2 separate regions of the Macaca mulatta genome follow, and region 2 is linked to region 1. Evidence: chromatin contacts called from public Hi-C data. All regions are on one chromosome and are shown on one strand. The core of a region is the stretch at or near the end of the contact, and the rest is flanking DNA. Distances in the headings are between cores, read along the strand shown.

The links. A called contact is a pair of places that touch in the nucleus more often than the background predicts.
Region 2: a Hi-C map of liver shows a contact between it and region 1, with 2.5 times the contacts expected there. The contact joins the promoter of STX3 here to the promoter of MRPL16 in region 1. A contact is called at or near these places in 8 of 14 Hi-C or Micro-C datasets (CD4 T cells, blood, cortical neurons and 4 more).

What each region holds. Positions count from the first base shown.
Region 1 is chr14:14,070,960-14,076,832 of T2T-MMU8v2.0, reverse strand. It overlaps MRPL16 (mitochondrial ribosomal protein L16), which reads right to left and starts at 2,303. Exons shown (of 4, transcript NM_001266431.1): 1 at 2,145-2,303; 2 at 1,402-1,467. The coding sequence starts at 2,199.
Region 2 is chr14:14,127,408-14,133,280 of T2T-MMU8v2.0, reverse strand. STX3 (syntaxin 3) reads left to right here and starts at 2,290. Exons shown (of 12, transcript XM_077962784.1): 1 at 2,290-2,477. The coding sequence starts at 2,448.

The sequences.
Region 1 (5,873 bases), core at 1,054-3,553:
CAGTGAATTACCAGAAAGTGAACACATGAACACATATCACTATTACCCAGATCAAAAAACGGGACGTTAGGCAGGTAGTATTTTTAATCTCCATTTTATAGAAGAGGAACCCAAGGGCTAGAAATATCTTAAAATTTGGTCTATGCCATCCAGTTCAACAGCAAAGCTACACAGCATGTCACAAAAATATATACACATATTTCTCTGCCTCTCTGGATGTTAATGGGGGTAGTGGAAGAATATTGTACATAAAAATATCTAAGTTCTCTAGCTCTGCCACATTCTTGTTGAGAAACTTACAACCTAGGAATCCTTTAATCAATGCTCTTTCTCTCATATATGCAGGGACTTTTCATGCTGAGACCAGCACAGGTCAGTGTGCCAGGTTTGGGTGGGCGGACAAAACTTCAGGCCAGACATGTGACATCTTTATCATCCTTGACAATTTGGGGAAAAAAATTAACATATAAATTATTTTTAAAAATTTATAAAGTGAACCAAGTATGGCTTTACAATGGAGACAAATACAAAACAGAAGAGTTTGAGGAAATATCAAATTATTACTATCAGAGTTTCAGAAGCTGCCCCTCAGCTTCTATATGCAGCTACAGAGAAACTTAGTAATGCTTTCTTTCACCTACAAGTCAAATGTACTTTCCAAACATATAGTGGTTTAACAGTTCTGTACAGAAGACCCTCAGATGTACAGACCCTATTCATTTTTTTGAGGGTTCCAGTATATTTCTTTTTTAAAAAGTAAACTAGTTTTACAATATTGTGGCTTATCTTAACAGAGCTTTTTCACACATCGTTAGCTGACTGCATATATGGAACCTTATTTGGAGAGAACATCAAAAGTCCAGTTTTTTTTTTTCTTTTGAGACAAAGCCTCACTCTGTTGCCCAGACTGGAGTGCACTGGCCTCCTGAGAAGCTGGGATTGCAGGTGTGCACTACCCCCTAATTTTTGGTATTTTTAGTAGAGACAGGGTTTCTCCGGGTTGGCAGGCTGGTCTCCAACTCCTGGCCTGGAGTGATCCACCCGCCTCTGCCTCCTAAAGTGCTGGGATTACAGGCGTGAACCACCGTGCCTCGCCAAAAATCCAGATTTCAGGCCAACTGACTACTGGCTGAGTGGACCACGGGCCACACACCAGTGGCAGGCGTTAGGGGAGCTATATCATTAGACGCTGCTCCCTAAGAGGAGGGAACTTTTTTGGTTTCCTTTGTTCTTTATTTCTAGCGCTCAGAATATTGGTTGGCAAGACAGTACACTCTAAAAACATTTACTGAAAGAGTGAACGGGGACGGGAAACACAAGAACACTCCTATGTCATCTCCCACCCTCTCCTGGTTTCCATCAGAGAAAAGATTTACAAACAGCAGAAAGGCAAGCTCTCACCTTCAAAACTTGGTACTGGGAGCAGTGTCTTTAGACCAGCACTGGCGGGGAGGGGTGCCCAAGAATCTACAAAGACAAACCAAGTTAAACGACGAAGGTAACAAGGCCAGGACCCCGATACAACCTGGGCCAAAGGTACTACTTCTTATTCTTATTTATTTTTTTGAGACGGAGTCTTGCTCTGTCGCCCAGGCCCCAGTGCAGTGGCGCGATCTCGGCTCACTGCAACCTCCGCCTCCCGCGTTCAAGAGATTCTCCTGCCTCAGACTCCGGAGTAGCTGGGATTACAGGCGCCCGCCACCACGCCCAGCTATTTTTTTTTGTATTTTTAGTAGAGACGGGTTTCACCATGTTGGCCTGGCTGGTTTCAAACTCCTGACCGCAAGTGATCCGCCCACCTCAGCCTCCCAAAGTGCTGGGATTAAAGGCGTGAGCCACCAAGCCGGCCCAAAAGTACTTCCGCCGGAAGAGTCTTGAGGTTGGGATGTGAGTTCCACTAAATGTGCTCAGAGGCTCAGGCTCCGCAGAAGGCCAGCCGGGGTCTCTGGGGGCCGACTCCCAGACGCAATTGTGACCCTCTTGCACGAACCCCTACGGTGGAGATCAGCGGTGGGATAGCGTAGTCCCTAACCAGTGCTTCACCGAGCATATGCAGAGCCGCCTTTTGGGTTAGAGAGGAAAAGCACTAGAGGGTGGGGGAGGAAGAGGGGTAAAGTCTTTAGGAACCAAAAGGGACTTCTGACCTGACAAGCGCACCCGCAAGAGCGGCGCACTAGCGCGAGCCAGTAGCCTCCACATGGTCACGGACGTCCGGCGGCGCGGAGGTCCCCACAGCGACTACAGCGCCCTCCTCTACCCTGGTAGGCAGCGGCGCTCTAGTAGCTAGCTGGAATCAGCTCAGGACACCGCTCAGTGTGGCCGGAAGTTGTGTTCACTCCGGTCCACTTCGCGGAGTCCCGACGGAAGCGGAAGAAACTCGAGCGACTGAGGTTGAGTTCCGTCGGAGGTTGAGTTCCGCCGGTCAAAGGCGCTGTCCGCCCAGCCACGCCCAGGGGCCTCGTTGGCCCTCTAGGGTTCTCCTTCCAATCCCCAGTTTTTCCCCAGAAGAGGGCGGCGGAGCGGGGAGTTTTTTGTTTTATTTATTTTTTCTGCGGAGTACAACTGTCAATGCCTGCCGGTTCCTTAGCAAGGTAGTCCCTTATGATTCACAGCCTTTGAGACCTTTTTCTAGGGGACCCCTCGAAGACATTAGGAGAATACCAGATTTGGCAATGGTTTAACATTTATAGGGCAATTGCAGTGTGTCATTGAGTACCTCATTCGTTAGTCGTGCCAACGAATCTGTGAGATAAGTCATTATACTGATTTTGCAGATTCCATCCTGAGGCTGAAATAATTTAACTTGTTCTGGGTCATACAACAGGAAAACAGTACCATCAGAATTTGAGCACAGTCTGGGATTCCAGAGAGCTCAGTGAATGAACAATACTGTTGATGAAAAGAGTGAAACACTGTAAGATATCGGAAGAGATTTATTCTGAGCCAAATATGAGCAACCATGGCCTGAGAACATGTGCCCAAGGTGGTAGAGGTGTAGCTTGGCTTTATACATTTTAGAGGGGCATGAGACATCAATCAAATGCATTTAAGAAATACATTGGTTTGGATCAGAAAGGTGGGACAAGTCAAGGTGGGCTTCTAGGCTTCTAGTTGACCATTCAACAAACATCTCTTGAGCATCTACCATAGTGCCATGAGCAAAATTAATGTGTCTACACTTATTCCAGAGGTTTCAAGGTAAAATAAATTCAGTCTCAACTGGAAGAGTTACTGAAGTTTTACAAGAAAGCTATTTCAGCTGTTCTCATCTATTAAATCGACAGGTGCAAAGAATGCATCAACTCCTTAATTGTTTGACCAAGAAGAAAGAACAATGCCATTAGTCTTGTTTTCTGTCTCAGTATTCACTGGTTATATTAAAGTATTTCTATGAATGTGTTCATCATAGTGAATAATTATTGTTGCTCAGTTAAATTATTTACAAATCTGTTGTTATAGGCCATGCTGCAGTAAACATCCTTGTACATTTTTGTTATTTTGTATTTCTTTTGGGCACTTTCAAAAGGAGAAATTTATGGATCAAAGGGAATGTTCATTTTAAATCTTTTGACTTTATATAGTTGTGCAAAATTGGCCTCCATGAACAGTTTATCAGAGTGCTTTCTTGATCAACATCCTTGCTAAAGAAGGATATTATAATTTTTCTAGAGCTTTGTCAATATGAAAGGTGAAAAACACCACTCAATGTTACATTTATAACAGGATGTTAAAATGCGATTGTTTCTGCCTCAGTTTTGCTTGGGACCACAAGGTAATCTCCACATTTCAAAGTGAGGTGCTGGGCCTCTTAGGCAGAGTTTATGCAGCAGGTGGTAGGAACTGGCTTTGCTATTTTTAGCTGCCCATTCTCTGCCAGCCTGTAAAAAACACTAGAAAAGCCAAGACAGGAAGTGGAGACTGGAGATTATAATAAAGATTTCGTTAATAGAGTTGTTGGTGTACTGTGACTTTCATGCCTTCCTCTATTCAATGGCAAGGGTTGAGGGGTGCTCTGTCAAGCCCAGTGAAAGACATTTCTAGATCATTCAGAGAGTTTAATATAATTCTTCTGCAGTTTGAGGGACACTGGGCATTGGGGTTTGACACCGGCTTGAGAAAATGGTATGTTTGGAGGCTGGTAGAAGCTGCCTGTGGCATCAAAAGTAGAGAGTTGCAGTTGGGAAGTAGCCACATTTCCATTGATGGTGGGGCAAAGGTGTGCATGTCCTGTTGACTAGGTGTGGACTCCATGACTAGGTGTGGACTCCAGTGTAGAGTGCCAAGGTAGGGTTTCTTACATCCTGTCCAACAGAACTGCATCAAAGACAGGGAGAAAGAAGGTGGAGTAGGTGTGAGGATGGATGTCCTGGGCCTGAGGGAAGAATCATGTGCAACCAGCCAACAACTCAGCAGAGATGAATTTGCCTGCATCAAGGGAACGGCAGATGAGAGATCCTCAGCAGGGGTGTGTGTGTGTGTGTGTATGTGTGTGCATGTGCGTGTGTGTGTGTTTGTGCATGTGAAACATTTGATATCTTGAAGTGCTGACTTCTAGCACTTCAAAATGTCAAAGAGAGGTCCTGGAAAAGATCCTTCCTCACAGCCCTTAGAAGCAACAAGCAATCCTGCAGACACCTTGATTTCAGACTTCCAGCCTCCAGAACAGTGAGGCAATAAGCTTCTGTTGTTTAAGCCACCCAGTGTGTGGCACTTTGTTTAGAGACTGGATATCACTATTAAAGCACCCTCTTTCTCTCATGAGTGCTTTATGAATTCTTCTTTAAGAAGGAAAGTACTGTTGAGTGCTGTACTAGTTTCCTAGATCTGCCATGACAAAGTATCACAGGCTGGACATAGTGGCTCACACCTGTAAGCACACTTTGGGAGGCTGAGGTGGGAGAATTGCTTGAGCCTGGGACTTTAAGAACAGCCTGGGCAACATAGTGAGATCCTGTCTCTAACAAACAAACACACAAACACGAAACAAAGTACCACACACTGGGTGGCTTAAACAACAGAAGCTTATTGCCTCACTGTTCTGGAGGCTGGAAGTCCGAAATCAAGATGTCTGCAGGGTTGCTTGTTGCTTCTAAGGGCTGTGAGGAAGGATCTTTTCCAGGCCTCTCTTTAGCGCAGAGATGACCGTCTTCTTTCTACATCTCCTCACATCATCTTTCTTCTGTATATGTCTGTGTGAATGCAAATTTCAGCAAATTGGATTAGAGTCCATCCTAATGACCTCATGTTAACTTGATTACCTCTGTAAAGATACTGTCTCTAAATAAGGTTACATTCTGAAATGCTCGGGGTTAGGTCTTCAAGATGATATACTTTTTGAGGGATCCTATTCAGCTCACACCAGGTGCCACCATCTCAGAGGCATCATAAATAGTGACAGACTGGGGATAGGAAAGATCTTATTGATTAGTAAAAGTGCAAGATGAGGAAACAGGTTCACCCCATGCTCCCCATTTTGTTTTTACTATTATCTCTCTATCTGAAGCAGGGCCGAGCTGGGGGAGCAGAGTCACTTTTCTTTTAAATGGAATTCGGAGTTGTGACTGTTACACAGTATTAGACATTTTAGGTACTGAAGTGAGAATGTTTTCTGTGATTAGAAGTGACAACACAACTTTTTAATTTTTATGTTTTAAATAAGAGAGTAATGAGAAAATACAAAAACCAAACAAACAAAAAACACACACACAAAATCAAACCCAACCCAGCCTCACAGAGTTGATTTGGGTAACCAGTCGTAACTAAAGTTGATTTCTGATGGCGTTCTCCGAATTTTACTTAATATAACCTACATACTGGTTATAGGTTAGTTTGCATTTCCTTAATGATAAGTGATGTCACACCTTTTCTCATGT
Region 2 (5,873 bases), core at 1,041-3,540, 56 kb before region 1:
GCGCAGTGGTGTGATCTCAGTTCACCACAACCTTTGCTTCCCAGGTTCCAGAGATTCTTCTGTGTCAGCCTCCCGAGTAGCTGGGATTTATAGGCGCGAGCTATCACACCCGGCTAATTTTTTGTATTTTTAGTAGAGATGAGGTTTTGCGATGTTGGCCAGGCTGGTCTCGAACTCCTAACTTCAAGTGATCGGCCTGCCTCAGCCTCCCACAGTGCTGGGATTACAGGCGTGAGCCACCGCACCCGGCCAGTTGTGCATTTATTAACATGTTCGTTTCAGCATTCCTGATTGCCTATATATGTGTGTACTGTTTGTGTTTTCCTCTGGACAGGGCTAGCCCTTTACTGGTCTCCTCCTTTAATTCATTAAAGTCTTTGATGTGTGTACATTTTGTGTTTGCAGGGGAGTCATGATTTTACTCTTTTCAAAACAAGTATCCTGTAACAGGAAACCTCTGAGCAGAGGCTGACAGGCCACCCTTGATTCCTGCTGTAGAAAGAAAAATTTCTTACTCCAACCCCAATGGTCCTTTTCAGATTCCTAACGTGAAGGGTTGTTCATATCTCAGCTTCTCTCAGAAGACTCTATTTTCCTGAAGCGCGGGGACCTACCTATCCCCACTAACAAAAATGTGTTAAGGGGCAGGGTGCAGTGGCGCACGCCTGTAATCCCAGCACTTCGAGAGGCCGAGGCGGGCGGATCGCTTGAGTACAGGAGTTCCAGACCAGCCTGGGCAACGTGGCGAAACCCCATCTCTACAAAAAAAAACACAAAAATTAGCCAGTTGTAGTGGCGCACGCCTGTAATTCCAGCTACTTGGGAGGCTGAAATGGGAGGATGGCTTGGGCCCAGGGCATCGAGACTTCAGAGAGCCGTGATCGCGCCACTGCACTCAACTTGGGCAACGGAACGAGACTCTGTCTAAAAAACAAACAACCCCTCAAATTCCCCAAAAATGTGTTAGGGGAAGGAGGTGGGACAGTATTTCTGATCTACTCGCCTTTCCTAGTATGACCACCAGGGGGCGCGGAAGCCCTCCGGTACTAAGGCGGGGCCACCCTGCCCAGCGAGCACAGCCGGCAGAAGGAAGTGTGCGGGACGCGAGAAAGGACTAGGGCTGAGACCCGCGGGGCCGGCTCAAAGCTCGACCTCTGCCATACGCACCTATCTTTATGGGAGCCGATGAGGTCAGCAGGGAGCACGCATTTAGATGGCATAAGAGGGCAAAGTACTGCTAGAATTACAAAGCTATTTACAGTCTTTTAACCTGAAAGCACAGAGCAGATTCTATTCTTCAAAATTAAATCTTGGGCTCGCCAGTCCCGTTTGTGGAGCTCCACTCTGATAAATGTGTCATTTGTTCCCAAGAAGACAGATTGGGTAGGGAGAAGGAGAGGCGGGGAGAAGACGAGATAAAGGGACGATCTGCTTTTCGGAAGCAGAAACCGCCTGGGAACTACCTGCACACCGCGCAGGCAGCGCGAGGAGGGGGAACGCTCCAGTGCAAAGCTCTGTATTTTAAAGCCCCTCCTCGCTCACAGGCTTCACAGCAAACTACGAAGTGGGTATCATCTCTGATTTACAGACATGGGAAAGGGGTCCTCTTGAGAAACGATGCTTTCCCAAACATATGCAACTTGTGAGTGCCAAGTGTCTTCACGTTTCTCGGTGCGGTCCCGATTTCCAACAAGCAAAAGATCAAAATTCTCGGACCACCCTGACCGTCCTGTATCTCCAGATCTCCAGGTCTTTCCTCTGGACACCTCCCCCATACCCCCACTTTCAGTGCCAGCAGCCCTGAGGCTGCGCGGGATCCCGCTACTCGGAATGCCTTCCCCCTGGCAGGATATTTTTAGAACACTCGACTGTCACCCAATGTAGCCCACATCATATTGGCTTATTTGTTTTCGGGAGCTTGTCCCCGCCTAGCAACGAGTCGGCTAAGAACTGGATCCTAGCTAGGAGCCCGGCACAGACAGCGAATGACCGCAGCCGGACAGTCGCTCTTGCTCTCCCTCGGCCCTGCGGCAGGATCCGCCGGTGCAGGGGCCTCTCCCCGGACTCCACGCGTGTCTGGAGGGCTCTCTGGTTAGGGAAGGGGTGTTTGCAGACGCTCCGGGCGGCCGGGCTGTGGCGGGACACGGGCCCTTTAAGAAGGAGCGCTGGGCGCGGCCAGGTAGGGGCGGGTCCCGGGCGGATCACCGCTGCGCCGGCGCGGGCTCGGGAGCCGGATTTGGAGCGCGCGGCGCCGGTGGGGGCGGAGGGGGCGGCGCGGCGGAGCCTCCCGTGGCCTCGGACGCTCCTCCTAGCTAGCGGCCACCGCCCGCCGCCGCCTGCGCCTCCAGCTTCTTCGCCCCGGCGGGCCCGGCCGCCGCTTCCGGCAGCTCACCTGGGACGCGCTCACCTGGGACGCGCTACCTGCCTCCGGGCGCCTGGGCTCCAGGATGAAGGACCGGCTGGAGCAGCTGAAGGCCGTGAGTTTCGCTGCAGGCGGGGGCTGCCAGGAGGGGTGCTGCGTAGGAGAGGGGCTTCCCTTTGCTCCCCAAGTCGAGGCTGGAGGGGGCCAGAGCCCGAGGTTTGCCCTCCCCAATCCCCCACCGCTTCCAGCGCCGGTTCCGCACCCTCCCCTACCCTCCCCTGCGGGGTCATGTGCCGGGTGATTCATCGTTAGGCAATGATTTTCCTGAACGCCTCTAACCCTCCCACCCCGCAAGCTGGACAGTGTCTGTCCAGAGCTGGTTCCCGAAGAGGGTGCTTGGGGCCTGGCAGGGCTCACCATGAGGTCAGGGGTCCCATCATCACCTGCCCACTGCTGCCTGGCACTGTGCCCAGGACCAGCCTCCTCCCTTTCCTGTTTGCCTCCTGAGGGGCTCCAGGCCTGGCTGCCCCTTCCTCAAGAGAGCAGCTCAGAGCTCCCTGGTGACCTCTGGAGCTGTGAGCCGGTCACATGCTGGGATGCGTCAGCTGCTCTCCAACCGGTGGTCTGTAATTGTTATCTCCACGTGTCATTATTCCCCCTCCGCCGCCGCATCTTTTGGAACAGCTGTGGTTAGGTCCAAGGATCTGAAGATAGACTGCCTCCAGCCTTGGCTGTGCAAAAGCTGTAAAGCCTTAGGCTACTTACTCTAAGTCTCTGTTTCCTTGTCTGTCAAATGGGAGTGATCATACCCAAGGAATTTGTTGGGAGGATCTGATGATGCAATGGAACTTGATACAGAGAAGGGTTAACGCATGGGTTTTTAAGCCAGATACTCATTGACTCATTCAGTACATAATTATTGAGTGTATTCTATGGGGGAGGTCCAGTGCTAAGCCTTGAAGATTCAGTGGCACAGGTTCTACCTTAATAGAATTAAAATCTCGCCCTTGATACTCAGGAGTTTATTTAGTCCATGTACTTTGGAGCGTGTTACAAGTATAGCAGCTTAGGCCTCAGTCTAGCCCCGCAGAATCAGAATCTAATTATTCATCCATTTCCCCAGGTGATTCACGGGCACATTACAGTTTGGGAAGCACTGGACTGGATTAGAACTGGGGTTACCTCCTGGCTCCACTGCTTACTGGCAATCCCTTAAACTCCCAGCCTAAGTTTTGTCGTTTGTAAAATGGGTAGTTGTGAGGTGGAAAAGCAGCAGAACATGCATAAGAACACTTTTATGGTGCATGGCACGGGGGACTTAATAAATGGTGAAATATGCTAATAACTGTGACTGCTCTATGGAAAATGCAGATGTCAGGGACTGTTGGGATGATGTTACAAGAGTTTATCCTTTTCCTCCCTTGCTTGGATGAGACCTTCACGTCTGTTTCACCTGTTCTGGGTAGCAGCGCTGCAGGGGAGGCAGGGAGCTGGGGAAGTGAGAGAAGCGAAGGGACAGTTGCCTATTGTGGGAGTGGCCTCCCTGCCTCAGTCTTGTGCTTAGTCATCTGAGCCTCACAGCGTCCAGGTTACGGATGGGGCAGAGTTTATTGCCCCTGTTTTATAGATGGGGAAACTGGTACTCACGGGGTAGGAGGGATGCCCCAGGACACAGAACCAGGCAGGGCACCACCAGGAGAGGGACCCAGGCTCCTGACACTCTCCACGGTGCTCCTTCCCTTGAAGCACGCTGGTTGGGGAGGCAGAAGGAAAAGAAGAGTACGATTTTGAAGATCTCTCTGTGTCGGCACATTCGGCAACCATAAAAAAGTACAAAACTGAACAGCAGACTCTTCCATTTGTTAGGAAATCCATTTCCAGAGGAAGATACTCCATGGCCCCTTGCAGTAGCTCATTGTCAACGATTAGCAAACAGTCTTAACTGAACTTTCAGTTCCAAGAATAAATTTAATTTGCCTGGGAACCCTGAGCCAGTCTCTTTGCCTCTCCTGGGTGCCTCATGGTTACCCTCTGTAAAATGGAATTAATGATAGGTTTCCTCCCCTTCCCTCTTGGGGATGTGGTGAAAGCGAGACTGGAGATGATGGTGTTATTATGGGAGGATTGTTCTGAAATCACAGGGTGGCTTCTGTAGCGTATTGGAGCAGATGCATGGCAGCGCGGGACAAAGGGACACAGGTGGCAGGTTCCAAGACTCTGATCACTGTCTTTCTTTGGGTCGCTTAACTTCTCTGCTTCTCAATTCCTCCTTCGTACAACGAGGAATTTAATTGATCTCAGAAGTCCCTTCTGGTGTTATTATAGGTTTTTCTGTGAAGACTGTTAAGGTTTATGTGGATTTTGATGTCAGTTCCCCTCCTCTTATCCCCTCTCCCCAGCCAGACTCCCAGGGATCAGCCTCACTGAAACAAGATATGCATCTTCTCCCTCTGATTTCCGTTATCAATTAGAAGCATTTGTCAACCTTCATGAAACAGATTGCACATTGAGCAGCCTATGCAATCTCTTTCTGTGGTGTTCTTTCTAAATCCTGGGGAGGGGAGGTGGTAACTGCCTCCCGGTAGCTGGAGGGCTTTCGTGCCCGAGATTGGCTTTGCTCTGGGTAGATACAAGGAGAACATATGGGGTTGATGGGTAGAAATGAGGACTCTGTAAGAAAGTATTTTTAGTAGACAGAGCCGCCCAAGGATGGAGTAGATGGTGCACCCTCTAGCATGGGAAGGAGGCAAGAAGCTTGTTGGGAGGTTGAATGTTGTAGGAATTTGAGCATCTCTTGGAGGGGAGATGAACTAGGAGATATAAGGCCTTCACCAACCTTAAGAATATGTGGTTTTCTAAAATGCTTAATTGTCTGTGAGCCTGTCCTAAGGCTTTGAAGTCTACAGGGACTGAGGCCTCAGAGTTGCCCCTGTAAAGTGGATCATCACCCTTTTCCCATAGGATCATTGTGAGGGTAAAATGAGATAATCCATGACAATCACCCACCACTGTTATTGTGAGTTCTTCTGTCTTGGCCTGCTGGTAGCAGCGTCCACACAGAAGGGCATCCCTTCCTGAGGCCATGATCACAAGACCTGACTCACCTGGTCTCTTGCACTGCTCTTCCTGGCGGGCCCCCTCAACAGCCTGCTTCTTCAGTGACAGAGGACAGGCTTGCCAGGAATGTGCAGTGCCTCTACCTAGCCTATCCCAGGACGTGGTTTTCTCTGACTTCTCAGCAGCTGAACTTTGAATCTGCTGAGTCCAGACAGTTCCTGCTTTAGTGATCTTTTGCATGGCCCTGTTTTCATTCAGTAAACATTTGCTGAGTACTGAGTACCTACTGTGTGCCAGTGCTTGCACTAGATGCTGGAGTGTAGTGGTGATAAACGCATGTTCCTGGCCCTTAGAAAGTTCGTGGTCAGGTAGGAAGAAACAGAAGAAATAGACATGAGGATATCATCCTTGTGATAGAAGCAACTATGGGAAGACCCTGTTGGCCAGTCTTTGG